Regions from separate parts of the Canis lupus genome. Here region 2 is linked to region 1. A link is a contact called in public Hi-C data. All regions are on one chromosome and are shown on one strand. Each heading gives the region's core, a stretch centred on a gene start, on an enhancer-like site or on the middle of the called end of the contact. The rest is flanking DNA. Distances are from core to core; before and after follow the strand shown.

Evidence for each region. Hi-C and Micro-C count contacts between places; a contact is called where the count stands out from the background.
Region 2: a Hi-C map of blood shows a contact between it and region 1, with 3 times the contacts expected there. The contact joins the promoter of ATG12 here to the promoter of TMED7 in region 1. A contact is called at or near these places in 7 of 9 Hi-C or Micro-C datasets (amygdala, blood, liver and 1 more).

Annotation. Positions count from the first base shown.
Region 1 is chr11:5,624,276-5,629,444 of UU_Cfam_GSD_1.0, reverse strand. It overlaps TMED7 (transmembrane p24 trafficking protein 7), which reads left to right and starts at 2,132. Exons shown (of 3, transcript NM_001204338.1): 1 at 2,132-2,519. The coding sequence starts at 2,322.
Region 2 is chr11:5,811,419-5,816,587 of UU_Cfam_GSD_1.0, reverse strand. ATG12 (ubiquitin-like protein ATG12) reads left to right here and starts at 3,198. Exons shown (of 5, transcript XR_005366528.1): 1 at 3,198-3,643. AP3S1 (AP-3 complex subunit sigma-1) reads right to left here and starts at 3,051. Exons shown (of 5, transcript XM_038551848.1): 1 at 2,903-3,051. The coding sequence starts at 2,971.

The DNA.
Region 1 (5,169 bases), core at 883-3,382:
GATTCAGGGTAATCTCAACTTGAGATCCTTAACTTAATTACTTATGCAAAAAACCACCCCTATTTGCAAGTAAGGTCTCATTTACCAGGATGTGGAGTTAGGACCTGGACATGTGCTTTTTGGAGGGACACAATTCAACCCACTGTACATGTCAACACAAATAACACATTTTAAATGAAAAATAACTATATTTTCCAAATAAAAATTTAGTGATGAGTGACATTACTGTACATTTTTGCAAATCTCTTTTAAGATCTAGATTCATACAAGGAACTAGGTGCTCATCTGCTTTTACATTCAATCCATTATCTGTTGTTTTGGTTGAGATGTATGATGAAGAAAAGCCTCAACACAGATCATTTCAGACCCTCAGGGGGTTTCAGAGACTCCCGTGGGTGGGTCTTTGGGGGCACATTCTGAGAAGCACTGCTCTAAAGTATACACTTTAAAATGTATGCAAAGTAGAATTTCCAGGCATATGTATATACCTCCTGCTTTATTATGCCACACCGTTTGTGGTTTGTATCACTTTACGAGTCTACTAGCAGTGTATGAAGGATCTTGTGGCTCTACACATCTGGTATTGTTACACTTTAAAAATGTTACCCATCCGGTTGGGTACTTGGCCAAAGTCAATAGTTAGAAAACAGAACCCATGTTTCCTACTTTGAAATTCATTCTTCCTTCCTCCACAGACACAAATATTGCTTCTGTTTCTGGCCCAGTTATCAGAAAGGTGCAATCACCTCCAAATCTTACCTTCTCAGGGCTCCTTTCCCTACTGTGGAGGCTTTGGCCACCACAGGTCCTGCATCTCCTCCTTACCAACACCCCCTCACCCCCACCCTGCCTCTACACCCACCTCCTTCACTTCTCTGTTTCCTACCCAACTCCCTCTATTTACTTCTCATAAAGCCCTCTGCTGATCATCTTCAAGTGCACGAGCTCATCATAATCATTAATTAAAAAATGGAATGATACCTAATTTGTCTTTATATGCACAAGAAAATGTATAATTTTTTAAAGATTTTATTTATTTATTCCTGAGAGACAGAGAGAGAGGCAGAGACACAGGCAGAGGGAGAAGCAGGCTCCATGCAGGGAGCCTGATGTGGGACTGGATCCCTGGTCTCCAGGATCATGCCCTGGGCCAAAGGCAGGCTCTAAACCGCTGAGCCACCCAGGGATCCCTGAAAATGTATAATTTAAGAAATCAACACCTCTTAGTTACTATTAGTATTACCTTTTTTTTTTTAACCTATTTTTTGGCCTACTATTTTTTAAAGCAGTCCGACAAAAACCAGTGTGTGATCACAGGCAATGACCTCTACTTTTTGGATCTTCGGTTTCCTCATAGGTAAAGTAGGTGTGATAATACCTGACTAGTGAAGGATCAAAAGACTTGCGTAATACGCTTAGCACAGTGCCTGATGATAAGGAGGGCTCAAATGATGTTTATTTTTCTTTAAAAAAAGCTGACTTAGTGCCTACTCTATCAAAAAAGTAAGGTACTTTTTGCAAGTCCTGAAGCCTTGTAATAACCCTCTGGGTTACGTAGTATTATCATTTTACAGATGCAAAAGTGAAGCTGAGAGGTCACACAGCCAGCGAATTGCACAGCAGGGATTAAAATTCCTGTAATTGTAGCGGTCCCAGAATTCAGACTCATGGTTAAACTGCTCACCCCAAATATTTGCTGTTATTTATGAGAAAGCTGTCAGCTCTCAACAACAAAGCGCCCTGCCACCGGTCACTAGCCCCCTGGGGCGGGACGCGCTCGCCGCCGCTCCCTGGGTGATGCTCTCTCGGAGCCGCACCTGCGGCGCAGCACGCCCCGCCTCTACCCCGGCAGGCCCCGCCCTTCGCTCCGGCCCCGCCCCCGCCCCCGCCCCCGCCCCCGCCTCCGGCGCCGACGCGAGCCGAGCGGACGTCTCGCGAGCTTCCACGTACACACTGCAACGCCTCTCCCCGCGGCCGGGGGAGAGCACATCCGGGTTGCTGGAGCAGGTGCCTCAGGCCCCGCCCCCTCTCCCCAGGCTTTCGCCCCACTTCCGGCCGTCTCAGGCCTTTTCCGCCCGAACCCTGCCGGCCTTACCTCTGCCCCGTAGGTCGTTCGTGGCGCCGGGCCCTGGTCCCTTCGCACCGCTCGCCGGCGCCCAGCGGCTCGCCCCCGCGTCCCGAATCCCTCCGAGGCTCGGAGCGGCTCTGCCGTGCGTCTTCGCGGGCCTCCCGGGGCCGAGGCCTGCCGCGCGCGGGAGTCCGCGCAGACCCGACCCCGCGCCTCCCCGCAGCTCCGTTGAGGCCGCCGCCGTCGCCTCGGGATGCCGGGGCCGGGGTCCGCGCAGCGCTGGGCGGCCGCCGCGGGCCGTTGGGGCTGCAGGCTGCTCGCGCTGCTGCTGCTGCTGCTGCTGCCGGGGCCCGGCGGCGCCTCAGAGATCACCTTCGAGCTGCCGGACAACGCCAAGCAGTGCTTCTACGAGGACATCACGCAGGGCACCAAGTGCACCCTCGAGTTCCAGGTACTCCGTGCTCTGCCAGCGCGGGGCCCCCAGGGCGCGGCTCCAGGGTCCGGGCCGCCGCCCGCTGGCTGACTCCCTCCTGTCTAGGTTTTTCCGTTCTTTGGCTGAGCCCGGAATCCCCTCTAGCGAGCTGATGTGGGGCGTTTGCCTTTCCTGTTCTAAACGTGGGGCGAGAGCCATTTTAGACCAGATAGGAAAATACGTGAATGCCAGAAATGCTTCGTGTCGCTGTGACTTCTTCCTTCCACGCTCGAATGCCCTTCACTTTAACGCCTGTTGAACTTTCTCCTTACCAGACTCTCCTTTTAACAAAAGTTCTGTTCTCTGGTGCTCAGTGTCCCGGCCGTTCCTCCCACTGATTCCACACCTCCGCTCTGATCAGATCGGAAGTACTGCCAATACCCCATTCCACTGCTTTTCACTTTCTCCATTGATGCTATTAGGACTTTGGTTGATTCTGTCCCTGTCACAGGAAGAGCTCCCCTCGAGGTTGAATGACCACCTGCCAAAGGTGTAGAACGAAGAGCTGTGATAAATGAGAGGCCCCTTTTCGTTTGGGGGATTTTATAGAAAACAAATTTTCTTTCTTTCCTTCTTTCTTTCAAGATTTTTATTTATTTATTTACTCATGAGAGATAGAAGCAGGCTTCCCATGGGAAGCCTGATGCTGGACTCGATCCCAGGACCCTGGAATCACAACCTGAGCCAAAGGCAGTCGCTCAACCACTGAGCCACCCAGGCGTCCCAGAAAACACACTTTAATGGAATGTAGTTTCTTACGTGTGTGAAACACTCTTTATTTCCATCTTTCTCGGTAGCTGACTTAACATAGCAGAGCAGCTGTTGAGTGGTAGGTGCTGATGATACAAAAGTGGTTTGAGTGGTTTGGGTCACTGCCATCCTTGATTCCCCACCCATTGTACCCTTTTAGTTGTACCTGCTCATTCATTGAAACTGTGCTTTAAGAGCAGAAAATAGGGAGAAGCAGTCTGATCTTTGAGATCAATGAGGGCTTCCTTTAGGAAGTGATTTTAAGCTGAATTATAAAGGATCAGTGGTTAATGCTTTGGTATGGGGAGTGCGGGAATACCCATTGCAGGAGTGACTGGGTATTTGAGGACCATCGAAATCCAGTATAGTTGGGAATAAGGAGTCAGAGGGAGGGAGGTCAGGGGCCAGACCATGTGCCATGCTGGCCTAGTTAAGAATTTTGGTTTTTCGTAAGAGCATAGGAAAGCCGTCAAAGGGTTGTAAGCAGTGCAGTGCTGAGATCCAGGTACTTTTGGTAGCTGTATGGATATTAACTTGTGCAAGTAGAGTGTGTGTTAGAGTAGCTGTAGAAGACTGATGAGGAGACTACTGTAGTTGTCCAGGCTTCTAGCGTGGTAGCTGTGAGGAAGGAGAATGTGAAGGGGGGATGCCTGGGTGGCTCAGTGGTTGAGCATCTACCTTGGGCTCATGTGATCCTAGGGTCCTGGAATCGAGTCCTGAATCAAGCTCCTTGCAGGGAGTCTGCTTCTCCCTATGCCTGTGTCTCTGCCTCTCTCTGTGCATCATCAGTCAATCAATTATACATACATACATACATGCATTAAATAAATAAATAATATATAAATAAATCTTTAAGAAAAAAGTAAAGGGATTGGAGAGAAGTTAGTAAGTGAAATCAACAGGACCTCATGATGATTTGGCTATTGGTAGTAAAGAGAGGGAGGCTACAGATCACCCTTCAGTTTGTTTAACTTCACGGACTGGAGCCATGGACAGAAAAGAAGAGAATAGGAATTGTAATATAAAAATATGAGTGTATTTCAAGTGTCAGCATCAGACACTGTGCTTGGTGCTGAGAATACTACCACTTCTATTCTGGGCTAAAAAAAAAATAGCATCTGTTACGTAGCAGACAGTATGCTAAGTATTTCAGGTATGTTACTTAATTCTCAGGACAACTCGATATAGGAAATAGATGTAGTACTTCTGTTTTACTTATGAAGCTGAGGCTTTGAAAGCTTTAAACCCAAGGCCACAAAACTTAGCAAGTAGCAGAATCAGTATGCAGTCCCAGAGTAAATTCTTAATTCCTTTATTATATGTACCACATCATAGAGATGTTGCCGTGGGAGCAACTGAACTTGCCCTCTGGGAGCTTCCATGAACACACATGCAGTGTTCAATGCAACAGCGACAGTGCAGGCTGGGTACAGTGCTGGCCAAACAGGGAGGGATCGTCAAGGGAAAGGTGGCTGAGCTCATGTTTGAGCTTTGTCTAGGAGAAATAGGCATATTTCTACAAGATGGCATAGGGGAAAGGGCAGCGTAGGCAAGTAGATGATGTTTATGAGACTCAGTTCCTGAAAACAGCTTGAGCCCACACTGAAATACAGTAATAGTGCCGCTTTGTAACTGTGGGTCCAGGGGCTTTAGAGGTTTGTCAGCATTGTTAATTGGTAATAGTGATATTGATGATTTACACCTGGCCTTGGTGACACCCTGCCTGCCCCCCCCCCCCCCCCCCAGTGCTGTTGAGACTGGTTATATAGCAGGAATACATCTATGTGACCAGCCAGATAGAAAAAACCCAGCCAAGCCTCAATTTGGGACTTGCTAGTTGCAAGATGTTTCTTGCACACTTGGGTAGTTCACAGTCTGA
Region 2 (5,169 bases), core at 1,949-4,448, 190 kb before region 1:
ATTTACATGACCGTTCTATTTTAAAGTGTCATCCTCACACTCCCTTATCACCCTACACTGCTTTATTTTTTTCCACAGCACTTACTAGTCTCTGACATGTTATATATTCTACTTATTAGCTTTGTCCATCTCCCTCCAGAAGAGAAGTTATGTTTGTTCATTTCCACTGACTGGACATGATAGGCATGAAATGAATATATGCTGACAAACTAACTGGCTGATGGAATAAAGGAATGGAAAAGAATTCTGCCCTCAAATAGGTTATGTATGACCTAGCAGAAGTAAATATGTTACATTACTCTTGAATAATGAAAATATATGGTTGGCAAAACCCAACTTGATAAAAAGACTAATGCAGAGAAACAGTTTCTGGCATCCTCACTCCTGTATACTCAGTGAACACTAGGTTATTTTTTTTTTTTTACACCTCTTAGGTCCTTGCCCCTGATAACACTGTCATTGATGCAATTGCCGCTGCTGCCAGAACTGCCTTTTCCCACAGTAACCTTCACTGCTGCCTCTAAGTAAGGGTAAAAGGTACTTCTATTCCTGGGGCGCCTGGGTGGCTTAGTCGATTAAGTAGCTGCTTTTGAGTCAGGTCATGACCCCAGGGTCCTGGGACACAGCCCCACAACGGGTTCCCTGCTCAGCAGGGAGTCTGCTTCTCCCTCTTCCCACCCTTCCTCTTGTGCTCTCTGCTCTTTCTCAAATAAATAAAATCTTAAGAAAAAAAATACATTTTTCTGTCAATGCTTAAATTCCACACTGCATGAGTGGTTACACTGATATTATGAACTAGCCAGGAAACTTACTGTTTTGAATACTGATTATTAAGTGAATATATGAGGGGCACCTGGGTGGCTCAAATGTCTGCCTTTGGCTCAGGTCATGATTCCAGGGTCCTGGGATCTGGCTCCCTGGTTAGTGGGGATCCTACTTCTCCATCTCCTCCCAGTTTGTGCTCTCTCTCGCTATCTCTGTCACTATCTCAGTGTCTAATAAAATAAAATATTCTTAAAAAATGTAGATATAAAAAAACACATCTTTGATTTCTGTTTCAGTGTCACAAAATACCTTTTCTTTACCACAAATGGATGACAAGGCAACGAATAAGAAAAAGATTCCTTCAATAATGACCACTACAGTACTTTAGGCAAATGGGTAAGATTGTATAGTGAAGGGCTTTTTTTTTTTTTTTTTTTTTCCCCACTCAGAAGGATCAAATACGATTTTATTCTGGGTTAAAAAAATGATACCAAATTTGTAAACAAGAGCATTAGTATTTGATTCATACTATACTAAAACCAAACAGGAACAGACGAAAATATCTTTATCACCAGCAGAAGCAAAGCTACTTAAGGAAATGAAGAATAAGCTCAAGGTTTCATACTTCAACTAACACCTCCACAGACTGCATTATCGTTTTAAGTGAAGTGACATTTTCACATTTAATTTTTTAAGGGCAGGCATCACTTCCATCTGGGCTTTATCCACAAGAAGTGCTAGCGTTGGCACAATTTCAGTATTTAATTGAATGTTCATTTCTGACTGTAAGCAAAATGCCCCAATTCCAGCCAAGAGTTCTATCTCTACATGAATCCTTATAGTGACAGCTCCACGTTTTACCTAGTGGTGAATTTTGCCCTCAGATAGGCACCTATGTCTGTAACCCTCGCTCAGTCATTAACAAATTACTTATCTTAGGGTATCTGAGTGGTTCAGTGGTTGAGCCTCCACCTTTGGCTCTGGTGGTTATCCCTGGGTCCTGGGACTGAGGTCCGCATCAGGCTCCCCTAGGGAGCCTGCTCCTCTCTCTGCCTATGTCTCTGCCTCTCTCTCTCTCTCTCTCTCTGTGTGTGCCTCTCATGAATAAATAAATAAAATCTTTAAAAAAAAAAAAAGATCACGCAAAGTAAAAGCAATGTGTCAATATCATCAATTCATTTTCTCACTTTCTTCAACCCTCTTCTATGAGAGAGAAGGGTACCTGGGTGGCTCAGTGGTTGAGCATCTGCCTTTGGCTCAGGCCTTGAGGAGCCTGCTTCTCCCTCTGCCTCTCTCATGAATAAATAAATAAAATCTTTTTTTAAAAACTACCCATCTTTGCCCCCCCCCCTTAACACCTGCATTTTTTCAGCACTACTTCCACTCCACGGAGTGTCTTTCTAAGTAAAAGAAAAGCTACACACGAGACCCAATTCCCTTAGGTAGAGAACTGCCAAACCAGCAGCTGCCATCGTTAACTTTCAGGTGGAGAGAGTCACAGCTGTCATGGGCCAAACGTCGCCAGTTATTGCAGGACTCCCTTTGCAGCCACCAGGGGAAAAGCCCGAGAAAAAGGTGAGGTCCTCACTTATCTTTTCTTTCTCTACTAAGGAGACACCTGAAAGTCACACCGGGCGGCCGAGGGCCCAACGGCAGTACCCAGGAGAGAGCGTACGGAGGAAGCCCAAGTTCCTGCGCGACGAGCGGATTACCGGGAAAAACAGAAGCCCATCTGTCCACGGGGGAGGGACACCCGTCGGCCCGGAGCGGCTGCGAGTCGGGGAGGTGGGGCTGCGAGCCGCGGGCGGCGCAAGGCCGGGGCGCCCGGGGGGCTCGCGAGGGCAGGTGGGCTGCGGCCGCCCGCCGCCGGGGCCCCCGCCCCGGGAAGTCCCCCGGAGCCTCGCCCGCGCCAGCCGGGAAGCCGCCCAGCCCAGACAGGCGGAGGAGCCGCCCGGGCAGAGCCACGTCGGAGGACGGAGCCGGAGGCTGACAGCCCGGGAGCGCGAAGGGCCGCGGCGCGCCTCAGGGGGTCGCCCTGAGGGCGCTGCCAGCCTGCCAGCGACTCCCCTCACGCGGATCGGCGGCGGCGGCGGCCAGGCGGCCAGGCGGCCAGGCGGCGAGGCGGCGGGATACTCACGTAGGGCTGGTAGAACTTGGAGAGCCGCGGCTTCCCGTGGTTGTTGAAGATGAGGATCGCCTTGATCATGGCTGAGCCGGGCGGACCGGGTGGGCGCTGGGGGCCGGGGCGGGGGCGGGCGCGCGAGCCTCGCCTCGGGATCTCGCCGGCGATCCTTCCCCACCCGCCCCCTCCCGCACGCGCGCGCGCGCGCTCCCGCGTCGCGGGGCGGGGCCGGGGCGGGGCGGGGCGGGGCCGGGCCGGGCGGGGCGGGGCCGGCGCGAAGGGAAGCGGAAACATCTCCGGCCCGAGCCCACCTGTCCGGGAGGCGCCTGCGCACTTGGCGGCGCGCTGGGCTCGCAGACTCCCTCCGGAGGGCTGTTCCTCTGGCAAAACCGCACTTGCGGTGTTCACGGTCGGGGCTCTGCGACATGCTCCGCACAGAGGCCCAGCCGGCAGCCCCACCTTTCAGCGTTGGGTTTTCCGCTCCCCCGCCCCCGCGCCGCCCTCCGCCGCCTCCCTAGCGACGCCCCTGGCGTAAAGCCCGCCCCCGGCACGCGCCGAGCCGCCACTTCCGCCCTCGCTCTGCACTGAGCAAGATGGCTGAGGAGTCGGAGTCCGGGCTGCAGCTCCCTCCCTCGACTGCTGCTGAGGGCGAAGGACCTACGGAGGTCTCCCCAGAAACAGCCACTCCGGAGCCCCCTTCTTCCGCCGCCGTCTCCCCGGGAACAGAGGAACCTGCTGGCGACACCAAGAAAAAAAGTAATTTTTTGTGAGCCAATTTCTAGGCGAAGGCGGGAGGTTTGTGTAGATTGCGTCTGACTAGGTCCCTGGCGGCCAATAAAGGAGCAAAATTCAGAGGAGGGCTGGTCCCAGCCTTGGCTTTTGGCCAGTCCGGAGAGAGGAAGTGTAGTTTCCGGCTTTTGAGACCTTTGAGTTGGGGACTCTCAGGCCGGCCGGCTCTGGACCTCCCTGCGCGGCGCGGCGCGGGGCGGGGCCCTGGGCGGGCTCCTGGGCGGGCTCCTGGGCGGGCCCCTAGGTGGGCCCCTAGGTGGGCCCCTGGGCGGGCCCCTGGGCGCCGCAGTACTTCCCACGCCGCGCTCCTCTCTTCTTCCGAGCGGGTCGGACTGCGGGCTTGTGGAGCGTGGGAGCTGAGGGGCGCCTGGGTGGCGCAGTTGGTTAAGCGTCTGCCCTGGGCTCAGGGCATGATCCCGGGGTCCTGGGATCGAGCCCCAGGTTGGGCTCCCTGCCCGGTAGGGAGCCTGCTTCTCCCACTTCCCCTGCGCGTCCCCTGCTTGTGCGCGCGCGCGCTCTCTCTCTCTCTCTCTCTCTGTCAAATAAAATCTTTTTAAAAAAGAAGAAAGTGGGAGCTGAGTGGGACTTCGGTAGTTCCAGGTATTAAACGTTGGGACATAATTATTTGACTAATGATTTAAGGTCATAGGGATACTCAGTAGCAACTCTGGTTTAGAATCCACGCTTTCCGACGAGTTCGCTGTTTTTTTCTATTAACTGCGTGTGAATTCACTCCTTGTATCAAAAAACCGAAATTTTATCAAGGACGAAGAATGTTGAGAGAAAACCATAGGCATCCTCCTTCCTCCTCTCCCTGCGCCCCCTCCCTCCAGCCATTTTGGAGTTTTTAAGCGAGTCGTTTTCATTGCTTTAATGAGTCCTCAACCTTTCCTTGCTTGAGAATGGGTTAGCCATCGTAAAATACGGAAAATCCGAAGGAAATCACTTGTCCTGGAGCACTCTGTGTACTTGCCTCTGAGAAAAGCCTCAAGCCGGCGATTGCAATTCGGATTGGTTGACCCTGGGCCTCAGATTCTCAATCCAGAGTTTTAAAGTATAGATATGGCATGTTTTCTCCTCCATGATCTCACAGCCTTTCAATAGAATTTGAGTTTTTGCAGCTTTTGGAGAACTGTTTCCTGGCATTTTCTCCCTTTTAAGTCAGACCACCTCTATATTTGGGGGGAAACTCACTCTATCATTTCCACTTGATAGAGTAGTAGAAACCTGTATTGTTTCTGTAGAAAAGCACTAGAGTCTTACTGAAGAATTCCATGATTTTTACAGATTCTTGTTCATTTTTTTTCTCTCATTTTACTACAAACAGAAACAGACTTTCCAAAGATTTTTTGTTGTTTTGTTTGTTTTGTTTTGGGGGTGGGTTTTTTTTGTTTTGTTTTGTTTTGTTTTCTGTTTTTGTTTTTGTTTGGCTTTGACAGCCTTAGTCAAAAGCTTACTACTTGACCCTGAAGATAGCGGAGTAAAACAGGCAA